Linked DNA regions of Zea mays: region 1 is linked to region 2. A link is a contact called in public Hi-C data. All regions are on one chromosome and are shown on one strand. The core of a region is the stretch at or near the end of the contact, and the rest is flanking DNA. Distances in the headings are between cores, read along the strand shown.

The links. A called contact is a pair of places that touch in the nucleus more often than the background predicts.
Region 1: a contact with region 2 is called in a Hi-C map of tassel, with 7 times the contacts expected there. The contact joins two enhancer-like sites. A contact is called at or near these places in 2 of 25 Hi-C or Micro-C datasets (ear and tassel).

The regions. Positions count from the first base shown.
Region 1 is chr3:70,246,568-70,253,695 of Zm-B73-REFERENCE-NAM-5.0, forward strand. No RefSeq gene overlaps it. Among protein-coding and RNA genes, the nearest start is that of LOC103650190, 36 kb to the right of the region's middle. Within about 2 kb of position 1,279, at least 19 of the 20 cell types and tissues checked have an H3K27ac peak or open chromatin away from gene starts, as enhancers often do. A contact at or near this core is called in ear and tassel, where this site is marked.
Region 2 is chr3:69,941,163-69,947,956 of Zm-B73-REFERENCE-NAM-5.0, forward strand. No RefSeq gene overlaps it. Among protein-coding and RNA genes, the nearest start is that of LOC103650188, 8.9 kb to the left of the region's middle. Within about 2 kb of position 3,984, at least 16 of the 20 cell types and tissues checked have an H3K27ac peak or open chromatin away from gene starts, as enhancers often do. A contact at or near this core is called in ear and tassel, where this site is marked.

The sequences.
Region 1 (7,128 bases), core at 29-2,528, 300 kb after region 2:
AAGCTGCATGGAACTGGGTAAAAAACATGTCCAAAGTGGAGCTATCAGAATTTAAATTTCAGACTCAGCTCAGTATAGTATCTAAGTCCTAATTTTCAGTGTTTTGTAGCCATGTTCAGACCCCTTTTGTGGTTGTTCTGTGGGGAATTAAGTTGGATCTCCTATAGCAAAGTGGTAGAACTATAGTCGAAGAGTAAGTTTGGTTAAAATTTCTACCCCTAAAGTTGTTTGTAACTAGGGCAAAATCTTACTTCAAGATGGGTAGACAGACAACGTCTATTATCTAACTTTGTTCAGACAAGTGTAGTTCTGTCAGTGAGTTGTGCCCACTTCGGAGCTTCTTTGTGACCAATCTATAAGGTTTTGGAGCGTAGTGTTTGTAGTAAAGTGGTAGATCATGGAAGGGTTAACAAGTTTCTTGTGGAGTACTGAGCTTAGTGTTGTGTAAAATCTTAAGTAAAAGGCATCCAAACCTTGGTTGTTAGACTGTTGCAGTCTGTTGTAGTTTCAGTCAACTGAAACTGGGTTCAATGTGTGTGCTAGACTTTGGAGACACCATAACTTTGAATCTATGCATTGTTGGCCTGGCAGTGCTATAGCAACCTAAAAGAGCTATGTTGGTGAATAGTTTTGGGGTAGTGAGGTTGGCCTATCCTTATTCAGAGTTGGGAGAACAGAGGAGATGAATCTAGGTGATTCAGTCGAGCACTAGCAGTTCAGGGCTTGTCCAAAAGATCTGAAGAAAAGATGTCCCTCCACTACCTATTCCTAGGGATTCTAGGTAAGTTGCGGATAAGAATAACTTGATCATGGGGGGAATTACTGTGGATGGTTTAGGGTTTAGGGAAGTAAATGAAGCAAACTTGAAGCCTATCTAAAAGGTTGACTTGATGCAGGATGGAGGCCTGGAGAATAAACTTGAAGCCTATCTATAGGAGATCCAACTCAATTCCCCACAGAACAGCCACAAAAGGGTCCCTCCACTACCTATTCCAAAAGATGGGAAATAAACTTGATGCAGGATCGAGGTCTTCGTCTTGACGGGAAGGGAGGCTCGAATGGGTCAATATATATAGCCCAGTTATAGGTCCTGGCGGCGTGCATATGCGTGCGATGCCCACGGTTTCTGTTACCGGCGTCCGTGCTGGTTTTGCGGGGGAGATACATCTGACAAGTGGGTCCACGCGCCAGCCAGAGGAACAAAGCACACTAGGGAGGTGAGAGCAATAGAGCATGACATTATGGCCCCACGGTGCAGTGACGGGCGCAAGTGTCAGTGTAGGCACGAGATGTGGCCGACATGTGGGACCCACCCATCGGCGCCCTAGTGCAGCGCAGGCACACAGTTTATGGGCAAGCGGGAGGTGAAATGGAGCTGGGCCGCGTGGGGGTAATTCGGCCTAGGCAGGTTTGATTTTATTTCTTTTTTATTTCAGCTCTCTTTTCTTTTTCCTTTGGTTTAATTTCTATTTTCAATTCACAAATCCAATTTTAAATTTGATTCTGTGTTCCAATTTTAAACTTCAATTAAGATGCACAACAAAAACTCCATCACGGAATGCAAAGATTTTATTATATTTATATTATTACCTATTAAACAATTGCTTTTAAGTATGGATTTCGAAACACCCCAAAAAATAGGTATTTTTACGAAGGATAAATTCTAGTGTATAGAATGCTTTATTAAGAGATGGTTTAACTTAAATCCTTAAGGAGCTCTTATATAGTTTTAGCAAAGGAATAACTTAGTTCACATAGGGATCCTTTTCATTTAATCTTTTATTAGAAACCTTTTTTTAGTAACTTCAAAGGTAAGAAAGATATGATAAAAAGGTACTCCAATTCGTAGCCTATAGAGAGTTTACTATATTTCCAAAAGTAGAATTTTGAGGTGTTACAAATTCTACCTCCTTAAAAATAATCTCGTCCTCGAGATTACTAAGAAAAGGGATATAGAAGGTTTTCTTTGTATTTAGCTTCTAGTTTTCAATTGGTACCAAACCATAAAGTTTTTATTTATTTTAAGACTAATTAGTAGGTGACTAGGATAGCATGGGTACCTTATAATCATGTTTTAGCTATTAGTAAAGAAAGTTAGGGTAAGAAAGATCAACACAAGTATAAGAAAGAAAGATTTTGGCAAGGAAAGACTCCATCATGGATAGTGGATCTTGACTCATCTGGTGATCCAGCTTGGTCTTTGAGGACTTGAGTTGGTGCTTATCCTTCCTTGATGAGGTTGATCATCTTCGGTCTTCAATCTTGGAGTTACCATCCGAGTTAGGGACATATAACTAAGATAATCATGGGTACATGGGGTGGGTAGGTTAAACATGGTTTACTTTGATTTTGGGTAAGTGGATTTAGGTATCCTATCAGGTAGGTTAGGTAGTTTTGCATGGCCGAGTAGGTATAAGACACCAATTTAGGACTTAGTGATCTAGGTGGGAAAAGAGTTTATAGGTGTAGAGTTTGATATATTAACTAATCCGGTTTAATTTACTCTACCCACTAGATAGGTACTAAAAATATGAGCCAATTAGACTAGGTCTTATTAGATTAGATTGGTCTGATTAGTATTAGGTAAGACTGGATTAGATCACATTAGTTTGCCTTAGCTCAAATGAGATCTAGACTAGATTGGTATGACTAGTTTAGACTAGATAAGATTTAATTAATTTGGATTAGATCATTTCGTTACTTTAGGATGAGATAAGCAAAGTGGTTAGGATAAAATGGAAGGATAAGGTAGAATCTTTTTAAGGTAAGATAGATATATTTGTTTTTTATAGGGAATAATTTACCTTTTAAAATATATTTTTATGCCTATATGTATTTAGATGCAATTGTGGATATTACTCCACAACTCATCACACTCAATCAAAGAACCAAATCAACCATGTTCATAAGAACAAACATTCAAGCGCATAGCTACTTATAAAAATAGTTTGTTTTTATTCCTAAGATTAGGTCTCCTAGGATTAGGTGTCCTATTCCTAAGGAACACTTTAGGTACAGGATTCCAAGGTGTGAAATCCTCATGGGTATCAGAATACAAAAGGTGATATTAATCAAAGTATAGTAGCAATACATAAGAAAAAATTAAGAAAAGCTAGAAAGAATCAGATTAGCAAAGGTAAGTAGGTAAGGGTTGTCCAGTTCTATCTAGGTTACGTCCTACAGCCAACATTCCTCTGATACCACTTCTGTCACAGCCAGATTTAAGGGGCAAACCCGGGCACGAATTAAATGTGTGCTAGGATCAAGCCTCACACATATGATGATCTATGGTACAGAAACGAATTTCACATATGTAATATATAATGGAGTTCTATACAAAATAGCTAAATAATTACATCATAAGAAGACAACGATCCAACAACCACGGTTGACTGGGAGACGACGACCTAGACCTCTCACGAACTCATCGCGTCATCCTTCATGCTCTTCATCTTATGGTACTTGTCCGTGACCTGGGGGAATGTGAGTATAGCAAGGGTGAGCTCACATACGTTCATCGCTCAACAAGTTGTGGGGAATAATGTGCACGAGCTCACTTAAAGTGGGGGGTCATGTGAAGTGTAAGGCTTACCAAAGATGGTTAAAGCTAAGTGAAGCGTCCCAATCCTCTAGGACTCAAATGTGATATAATTACTAGTCCCAGGAGGCTAGTAAACACATTTATACATCAGATGATTCCAGATCTGCTTAAACAAGACAAACCTATAAAGGTGGCGAACAACTTTAAGAGTTGGTCCACAACTCGGGACATATCATCAGAGTGGGGCTGCAGCAGCCCGATATACGCAGCGAAGCAAATCAGCGGTCCAACAGCCATAGGCAAGGTTGGGAACAGGCGTAACTCTTACCTGATCAACGATCTCCTTCTCTAAAAAACAACAAATAAGCAAGGGTGAGTACTTACGTACTCAGCAGCCCACCTTCACCCACGGAATGGGGAAATCAAATATAATGCATGGAGTATGTGGAGCTCAAGATATTTTGCAGAAATAGCAATATTTGATCCAGGGTTATTTTGTAAAACATTTTATATTTTTCAAAGCACATCCTCTCCCAAAGGAGCAGGAAGTTTTTCAATATAGAACAAAATCCCTTGGACTAATCCATCCAGGTATCTCAGCAGTTTCCCACTAGTTTTCATTTTCAAAAACAGCTATTGGACTTCCTGTCCACCATAGCTCACGGCTCGACCGCCGTCCCTTTTAAAACCACTTTTCAAAAGCATTTTTGGAAAACAAAGCACTAATTGTCAAATCCATGCCATGACTCATCCATATCCGTGGATGCAGACTATTCGAATAGGTTTTTAAACTTTGCACAGTGGTGTACACTTTACCCACTAGTCTGGTTTCTGCAATCTCACCATCGTGATATCTGAATGCCGAAACTCTCTCCTTCCTTGCACGTCCTTACCTTAGTGATTATACCGGAAGGAACAAGGCCACCACCATGTCCAAACCATACAAAACATTCCCCTTCCTTATCCTCCCGGTGCTCCCCAGCCGTCATAATCCTGGGGTTCGAACCGTGCAAGTTCAGATCAAGCGACTGCCCATACAGTCTCGAGTGGTTGTACTTGATAAGAGTATAGGTAATGAGTGATGACAAACCGGTCCTTAGGCGAGAGGGACAATCCTTCATGCTCACACCTAACCCGGCTGAGCCATCACCTTAGACCCTCTCCTAAACCAGGGAGTCCCTGATTATCCCGCTCAAAAGGTGATAAGGGTGACAACCCTTCATCATACACATTTTGAAAAACATTTTCTTTTGAAAACTCACACCTTTTCTCAAATCATTTGTAACAAATATGTCAAGGAGTATAAAGATTAATTGCGGCAAAGTTCTAAGGCTGGGTGACCATAATATTTTGTCTCTTAGCAGCAAAATCATATCATGCATAAAATAACAGGCTGAGGGTTGTGGTTGAAAAGCATAGGTAATTTATGCATCAAAGGGATCCAGTGAGCTTGTCGTGCTTTAACTAGTGAAAGGGTGAGAGCTCGCGGAACTGGCTTCTGGCTCCACCGTCTGGTGTATACTTGCAGATCTAGCCTTCACGAGACGACACGAACGCTCCGATAACTATGCAACATGTACAAGCAAACATACAAACCAGGAAGTATATCAACAAATATTTAGTATAGTGGTCAGAATAGCGATACATGGATGGGTAGAGTCTTGAGCAGAATTTGTGTCATGTGGTGTTGTGATATTACTTGGTGGTGGAGCAGAGGTGCTTACCAGGAGAGTGGATTATAGGCGAAGCGACACTATGTGTGTAGCCAGTAGAGCGGAGTAATTGAGTGGGTGGGGTTTGCCTTGGCTGAGGGTGTAGAGTGAGTGGAGAGGGAGAGGGTAGGTGGGTGTATTTATAGCTGGGTGTATGTGGTGTAGTACAGTAGAGTTCACTGTTGGTGAGATTAGTGGTGAATGAATCATCTGACTTAGTCTAAACAGGGAAATTATAGGCAGAATATGGGACGAGAGTATTTTGGGAGTTTTTTGGAATATGAACCATGCTTAAGGGATGACATGGTTGGATAGGGAATAATTTGATAAGGATTTAGAAACAAGAATTATTGGAATTTGAGTTTGGAAGTCTGGTTCGAAAGAATGTCAAAGTTAAGTGTGCTCAACTTGGAGAAATCTAGGATGGGTGACCAGATGGAAAGTTCTTACTGGAAGGAAAATCACAGTCACCGGAGTTCATATGACTGAAATATTGGTCTGGCAGGTCTTAGGTGAGCTGGACAGCATGATGGATGAGCAGTTGAATATTTGGCGTGATCGGATGATCGATGAATAGTAACAATGAATAGTAACGGTAAAATAGCAACGATAAATATCATCGATGAATAGTAATGATAAATAATAACTATAATGAATAGTAATGATGATGAATAGTAATGGTGAACAGTACAAAAAGTCCGGGAGGCTAGCTTCGAGCTTTGGGAAACCCATACTTCTGCCCATCTCCCGGCAGACGGATAATTCTTTGTTGTCCGGGAGGCAGTACAAAAAGTCATCCTCGGTTGTACTATTAAATACTAGGGCTCCCTTCGGATACTGCAATTCCCGGGCATAATGTTTGGCTTCAGAAAATTCTTCTTCGGATAGTCTTTTTCCCGAAGCATGTCTAACAATATAATCAAAACCTTTGGAGGGTGCTTCGAGAATATGGGATTCGGCTTCTTTGGCCACACTTTTCTCAAAAGCTATATTAGTATCTGGAGTTATTCCTTCGGCCCCCTGCTCGGTTGGGGCAAGCTTCGTATCAACAGGCATTGTGGGACCAGCCTCGGTTTCAACCTGGGTTATTGTAGCTTCAACTTCTATTTCCTTAGTATCAGCTTTGGGTTGCATTTTTGTCATCTTCGACAACCTTCCCTGTGGGAGCGGGGCTTATGGAATCGGTTGTTTCCAAAATATCTAATACATTTACCATCCTCCTTCTCTTAGGAGTTGTGGCAGAACTCTTTTCTACCTTCAGCGCTGTCGCTTCTGTTGAAGGACTTAAAATCCCTGGCATCTTTGATACTTCTTCAGTTTTTGATTTTTTAGCTTTATCTTTATCAACCTTCGTTTCAACTAACTCAACCAAAGGTGCCTTCGGCATTATAGCCGGCTCTTCAGTCCTCTGCATGGGAGGAGCAGGTTCTCTTAATTCAGCAACTGAAGAGGCCTCCCCGCCAAACTCAGGCACCACAGCCGGTTCAATGTAACGCGGTCGGTGGGTAAGTACCTTCATCTTTTTGCCCATATCCTTCAGCACAGGTTCGGCTGGGGCGGCCAAGGCAACAGCTTTTCTCTTCTTCCCCTGTCCCCGCAGCGGGTAGTGGTAGTCGGGGTAGACGAAACCGATGGCGTTAGAAACTCTGTTTATTCTCTTTTTTCCCCGACCTCCGAAGGCTGTAGATAGTGCATTATCTTCTACCTTGGAATAAGCTCCAAGCAGCTCATCACTTGTAACTTCGATGCATTTTACCCAGTCATCGTTTGGTTCATCGAATTTATCCCCATATCTGAATGTATACTTCAATCGGACCAGTTCACCTTCGCTAGACTTGGTAATGGTCTCCTTTGGCATTTCCCAGCTCTATACAA
Region 2 (6,794 bases), core at 2,734-5,233:
GCCATTATCTGCGGTGCAGTTTGCCTCTTTGGTGGCCCATTTCTGATTTTGGCTCCACTTCTGAATGCAGTAAGCGAATTCCTGAAATCATGCTTGAATGGAGTCCAACGTCGATGAGCATCAAAGGATGACACTTTCCCACCATGCTTCAATCTGAATGCATCCGTATCATTCATACATATGGAACAGCACAACCGACCATGAACACACCATCCAGACCAATCTCCATACGCCAGCAGATCATGCACTGACCACAAATAAGCAGCGCGCATGGTAAACTCCTTTTCAGTATGGCTGTCATAAGCCTTCACACCTCTCCACAATTGTTTCAGCTCTTCAATTAAAGGGCGAACAAACATATTCAGCTTTGGCCCTGGATGCTCGGGGCCTGGGATGACTAGTGCAAGGAACATGAACTCTTCTTTATTGACCAACTCAGGAGGAAGATTATATGGCACAATGAAGACATGCCAACACGAGTAAGGGCTTGCACTGGTATTGAAAGCTGTGAATCCGTCCGTCGATAGACCAAGCCGTACACTCCTAGGGTCGTTTGCAAATTCGGGATCGAACTCGTCAAATGCCTTCCACACATCACAGTCCGACGGATGGACCATTATGTCTGGATCAGTGACGAGACGTACACCATTCTTTGGCCACGTCATATGCAGAGCTATTTCCTTGTTGAGGAACAAACTTGAAAGCCGAGGAATGATGGGCAACCGACGAAGTTGCTTAGCTGCGACCTTCGTAACTACCAATTCACCCTCATCATTTGTCACCTCGACATATCTAGAAGCTTCGCAATGCTTACAATGGTCCAGCTTGTCATCCTCCTCAAAGAATAGCATGCAACTGTTGGGACACACGTCGATCTTCTCATATGTCATCCCAAGACCAGCCAACATCTTCTTTGCGAAGTACATATTCTTTGGCAACTTATGATTCTCCGGGAGAACCTCGCCCATCAGTTGGACGATGTCGTTGTAAGCACTGTTTGAAATGTTGTGCTTCGACTTTATCGCCATTAGTCTTGTGAGAGTCCCAAGAACTGACATCTGAGTGTGCTCGTGCAGTCTCTCTTCTCCCGCGGCGAGTAGCCGAAAGAATTCCTGAGCATCGCGTGGAAGCTACCCCGGAATACTGCACACGATAATTGCCAACACAGAATACTGCACGATAGCTACATAATGAACAATATGCTAACCATGTGATATCAATGTGTTAAACAAAATACTGCAGGGGGAAATAATGAGTAAACAACAAGCTCCCGAAATGGCAATAGGTTCTTTTACCCATTCTACTAATCACCAAATTGATCTTTTCTATTTCTATCATGGGGATGGTAAGGTTTCGTGTGGCTTGTGCAAGTAAGATAAAAATCAAATTTCAGTAGCTCCGACAATAAGATAAATGTTGGTTTGAAATATTCTCTCTGAAGAAAGTACCCCACTTGCTAGAATGACACATAAGCAAAAGCTAACAGGGAACAAGGCCAAGTGCATGCATTATGTACCCACAAAGGAACATTGGGCTTAACCCCTAATTCATGAGGGTACCCACTGATACTACACCTTAAACCTTACACCCAGTGACAGCAAAGACGCAGACACACCACCAACCATGTACCGACAGAACGGAACCTAGCAATCTGCATGGGTATGGACATGGGCATCCCTGAATAGACCACAAACAGCAACACTACACACTAGCAGAGCCGGCCAGAGGCTACCCATCCATCCTGCAATTGCAACAATAGACAGCCTACATTTCGCCAGCGTAGCTCCCACAAACAATTGTCTATCCCAAAACCATTCACCCACCCCAGTAACTCTGCCATTGCCAATTGCCGTACAGGGTTTGCGGAATTCCGTTTCGGTCGGGTGCATGCAAAACCTCGGGTGGCGCTGCCCAATCCATCCCGAGCTTAAACCCTGTATGTGTGTACCCAGGCAGAGCAAGTGAGCAACGACGGGGGTGGAGATGACGTACCTCGGGAAGAAAGGCGGCGGAGAAGGCGACGTACGGAGGTTGGATCCTTGCGGCGGCAGGGCGGTGTAGAGGAGGCGGAGGCGGATATACCGAGTGGTGGCGGCGGCGCGGCGTTCGACCGCGCGAGGGGAGGGCCGGGCGCGCGGCGTGCGGTGGCGGCGCGGCGTGCGAGCGCGCGAGGGGAGGGCCGGGCGCGGCCATGCGGTGGCGGCGCGGCGTGCGGCGGCGCGGCGAAACAGAGAAACGACCGAGCGAGAGAAACACGCGAGCGAGAGAGAAGGTGCGGGCGCGCGGGCGATTTAGGCTTTTTATTTTCGTCGGCCGCATTGGGGCCGACAAAAATAGTTGTTGTATTTTCGTAGGCCTCCGTGGGGCCGACGAAAATAGTTGTCGTATTTTCGTCGGCACGACCTCGGCCCACGTAAATAACACAGATTGTCGTCGGTTACGAGGCCGACGAAAATATATTCAGTATTTTCGTGGGCCTGCCGACGAATATAGCCCCCGGCCCACGAAAATACTCTGTATTTTCGTCGGTGACGAGGCCGACGAAAATACCTTCCTTATTTTCGTGGGCCGGCCGACGAAAATATCCGGGCCCACGAAATTTTATGCGTTTCCTGTAGTGATGGGTTGGGTATATACTTATACTTAGTAAACAATTGTTCTTAATAATATATTGACCAACTAAAATGCTAATCACATTAAACTTTAGCCTTACCTTATTAACTTTGCATTTTCACTCCACTTGATGAGCTCCCACCATAAGTGAGCTCACCTATATGTCCCTGGCTATGGTAACACCAATACCGAGGGTCCCTGACCTATCTCGACAATATGTCCCTAGCCTATCTCGACTATATGTCCCTGGCTATGGTAACACCAAAATTGAGGAAATTTAACTCTGATGGTAACACCAACACCCAAAAAGGAAGAGACCAACCTCGACAACGAAGGATAAGAGTCAAACCAGATCGCGAGATGAGTCATGATCATCCGAGATGGAATCTTTTCCTTTCTCTAGCCTTTCTCACCCTAACCTATCCATCTCTTATCCTAAATATTTGGTGGTTAGACTAAAAAAACTCATACCTTCCTAATCACCGCTAATTAGTATTAAGGATGAAAAAACTTTCTAGTTTAAACCAATGGAAAACTAGAAGCTCAATTACAAACAAACCATCTACATCCCTTTCCTATTAAATCTCGAGGGCGAGATTATTTGTAAGGGGTAGAAATTATAACACCCCAAAATCCTGATTTTGGGTTTAGTAAGGTTTTTCCAAAAACAATCAAATTAAAGTGTCTTCTAATAAGTATTATACCTAGGAAATTACCTTTACTGAAATAAATAAATTGTAACCCTAAATTTTAGTGTTTAAAGTAGATTGAGTCCTTAAAGCTTAAATTTAATTTGAAACCCAGAAAAAAAATATTAGAAAGAATGTCAATTAGAGTAGGTTATTCCATGCATGAACTATATAATTACAAGTACTTTAAGGACTCAATAATCTATGTGTGGAATATATATATATATATATATATATATATATATATATATATATATATATATATATATATATATATATATATATATATATATATATATGATGAAGATTGAGTAATGAATATTGTTTTTTATGTACTTTTGATTATGGTATACGTACAAGAAAAGTAGTTTCCTAACCTAAATAATGTATGTGTGTGCATTTTATATTCGAAACATTTGCCTAAATAAATGAACAAAATAATTAATGCAAATATTGTTGCATTTCATGCTGAAATTTTGTATTTAATTTGAATTTTAAACTTGAACTTAGATTTGAATATGGAATTTCTGTATGAAATAGAAATTTGAAATAGAAAAAAGAGAGAAAAGAGAAAAACTCACATGTGCTCATAGCCACCTTCGCCCAGTATGCAGCCCACGTCGTCTTCTTTTATTTTATTTTTTTGTCGTGGCTTATGTCATCATGGCATAGGCATGACCTCAACGCATTTTTCTATTCATTTGTTGCCGTAGGAAGGGCCGTGCCCCAACATATCCAGTCGCTTGCCCGTGTTTCTAGCATCGCTGGCGTGTGGGGCCGCGGGGTCAACTACGTTCCCGGCTCATATCAGTTGCAAACGAACCAGACGATGTGGAAATTCCGTTACTGTCGTATCCGTGCATATATATCTTTGCCAACAGATCGCTCCTGACCAGGCTCCGGAGTATATAATCCACAACGACGTCCCTTTGGCCATCACATGCCTCTGGTCTATGTCCACGGCGAGGAAACCAGGAGCCGCTGCTAAGTTCAAGCGAGAGAGAGAGCAGGCCGTAGCCATCCAAGCTACAGTAGACCGCCGCCATATATCTATACTCGTAGCAATAAGCCGTTATAACTATCTCATCGATCGAAGTTTGAGTTACTATGCAACTTTTGCAACTACTCCGGCGAGAAATTTAGCTACGTCCGTTCATCTTTCAGGGCAACCCAGAACATCACTGTTACCGGCTCGGCTAGTGGTTTGTCACCGCGCTTCCGGTTCATCGATCGGATCTCCGGTTGATCGTCAAAAACTGAGATGTCCAGCAGCGTAAGATCGAAGGACTTGATTGGAAGGTAAGTTGGTGGTAGTTAGGAGTCTTTCCAGCGTGATAGACTTGACGCTTCCCCGCCTGATAGATAACCACCACCACATATCATTTTACATACAAGAATGTCATGCAGAACAAATTCAATAGTAAGTACAATCATGATAAGTTGACAAAGGTAAGAGCATGCCTTTTCCCACCTTTAACAAACTGATTTAACCAAGCAGATTGTGTGTCACCTATTTTTGTGCAGCCCTACTAATTTATTAAAAATACGATATCTTCTGGATCAAAATAATTTATTTTAATTTGCAAATTGCATTAGGTTCATATTAAATTTATATTAGTAGTAATGACAATGTTTCAATCACACCCCATGTTTTAATTAATTAATTAATTAATTAATTACTTGTTTAACTAATGTTAATTAGCTAGGCAATCTAGTTAATATAATTTTAATTCTAACCTACGTTTTCATAAATAATTGTTAAAGTAATTAATACCAACTCAAATATTTCAATTTAATACATACTTAGTTTAAATGCAATATTTGTTAGATCCCAACTATTAGATCAATTGTGCCCACAAATCTTGTTCTATTCATAACTTCTTTGTTTTAACTCCGATTTTAGTGACTCTCAAACCTACTATCTCGTAGAGACTTGTAGAATACTAATGTGTGGTTTGTTTCCTTCTTTGGTTTAATGTTACCATATCCATTATTTACTAGATTGTATGTATTGCTACTAGTAGAGGCGAGGTGACGAGTAATCTGAAGCCCAACTTTTGGGGAGGCATCTCGACTACAAGATTATCGTAAGTATAAGGAAAGTTGTGCCCTTGATCACTTTTCTTTACCTAATAATGTTCTCTATAATCACTGTGACATGATCATGTTAATTTGATGGGGCCTAATAGGTTACCCTAGTTTTGTTCACCCTACACCTTGCTTACAAATGAACTATTGGGTAGACTTTCTATTGCTCTATGTGGTTTTTGGTGCTATGCTATTTATGAATCATCATCATACTTATTACTCAAAATTGATTATTTATTGTTCATGATAAGATTATTGTGGTTAATTGGAACATGGAACAACAAGTCGAGAAAACAGTGCTACCACAAGGGTGGAATGGGACGCCCTTGGCTAATTAATTAAGAAAGCTAGTATGAGTTAATCCTTTCCCGAAAGAGGCAAGCAGGGATGGAGGAGTGCAGGTATAGGGATGTCCTCTGGTCGGACTGTCTGTATAGCTTTTTGGACGATGGTTTCCTATATCGCCTTCAGTCCGGAAACTGTAGCGGGTTCTATCATCTAGTGGAACTTTGGAAAGACCTCGTAATTCTACACCGCCTCGTCTCCTCGGTAGAGATGAATGAGGTTCGAGGCCCCTTGACAAATGGGTAACATGGCTTGTGGGTGATGATGTGCAACCTCTGCAGAGTGTAAAACTGGTATATCAGTCATGCTCACGGTCATGAGCGGCTCGGACCCTCACATGAGTAATTTATGGAATTAAACTTAATCTATCATTTACAATGCATTGTGGGATTTATTATTAATTGTGATCAATTATTTAATTGGGATGGTATATAGTTATACTTAGTAATTGCTAATAAAATTTTGACTAACTTATTAAAAGTGATGCTAAGCCTTAACCATTCTTCTTAATAAACCTTACACTTCACATGAGCCCCACCGTAAGTGAGCTCATGCACATTATTCCTCATAACTTGTTGAGCAATGAACATATGTGAGCTCAGTCTTGCTAAACTCACACCAGGTCAAGAATAGGTACCACCAAGATGAGGAGCTTGAAGATGCTACGATGACTTCATGAGAGGTCCGGCTGTCGTCTTCCAGTCAACTATGGTTGTGGAGGATCGTTGTCATCATATGATGTAATTTATTTAGTTATTTTTACAGAACCCCTATTATGTAATAAAGATATGACATTGATTTCTATACCAATGAGTCATCATATGTGTGAGACCTGATCCTAGCACACATTTGAGATGCGCCCGGGTTTGCCCTTAAATCCAGGTGTGACAGAAGTGGTATCAGAGAAATGTTGACTGTAGGATGTAACCTAGATAGAACTGTACAACCCTTACCTACTTACCTTTGCTACTCTAATTTTTTCTGAAACTTCCCTTGATCTTTTTTCGTCTATTGCTGGTTTACTCTGATTATTCTTATCTCTTCTCTTCTAAAGACAAA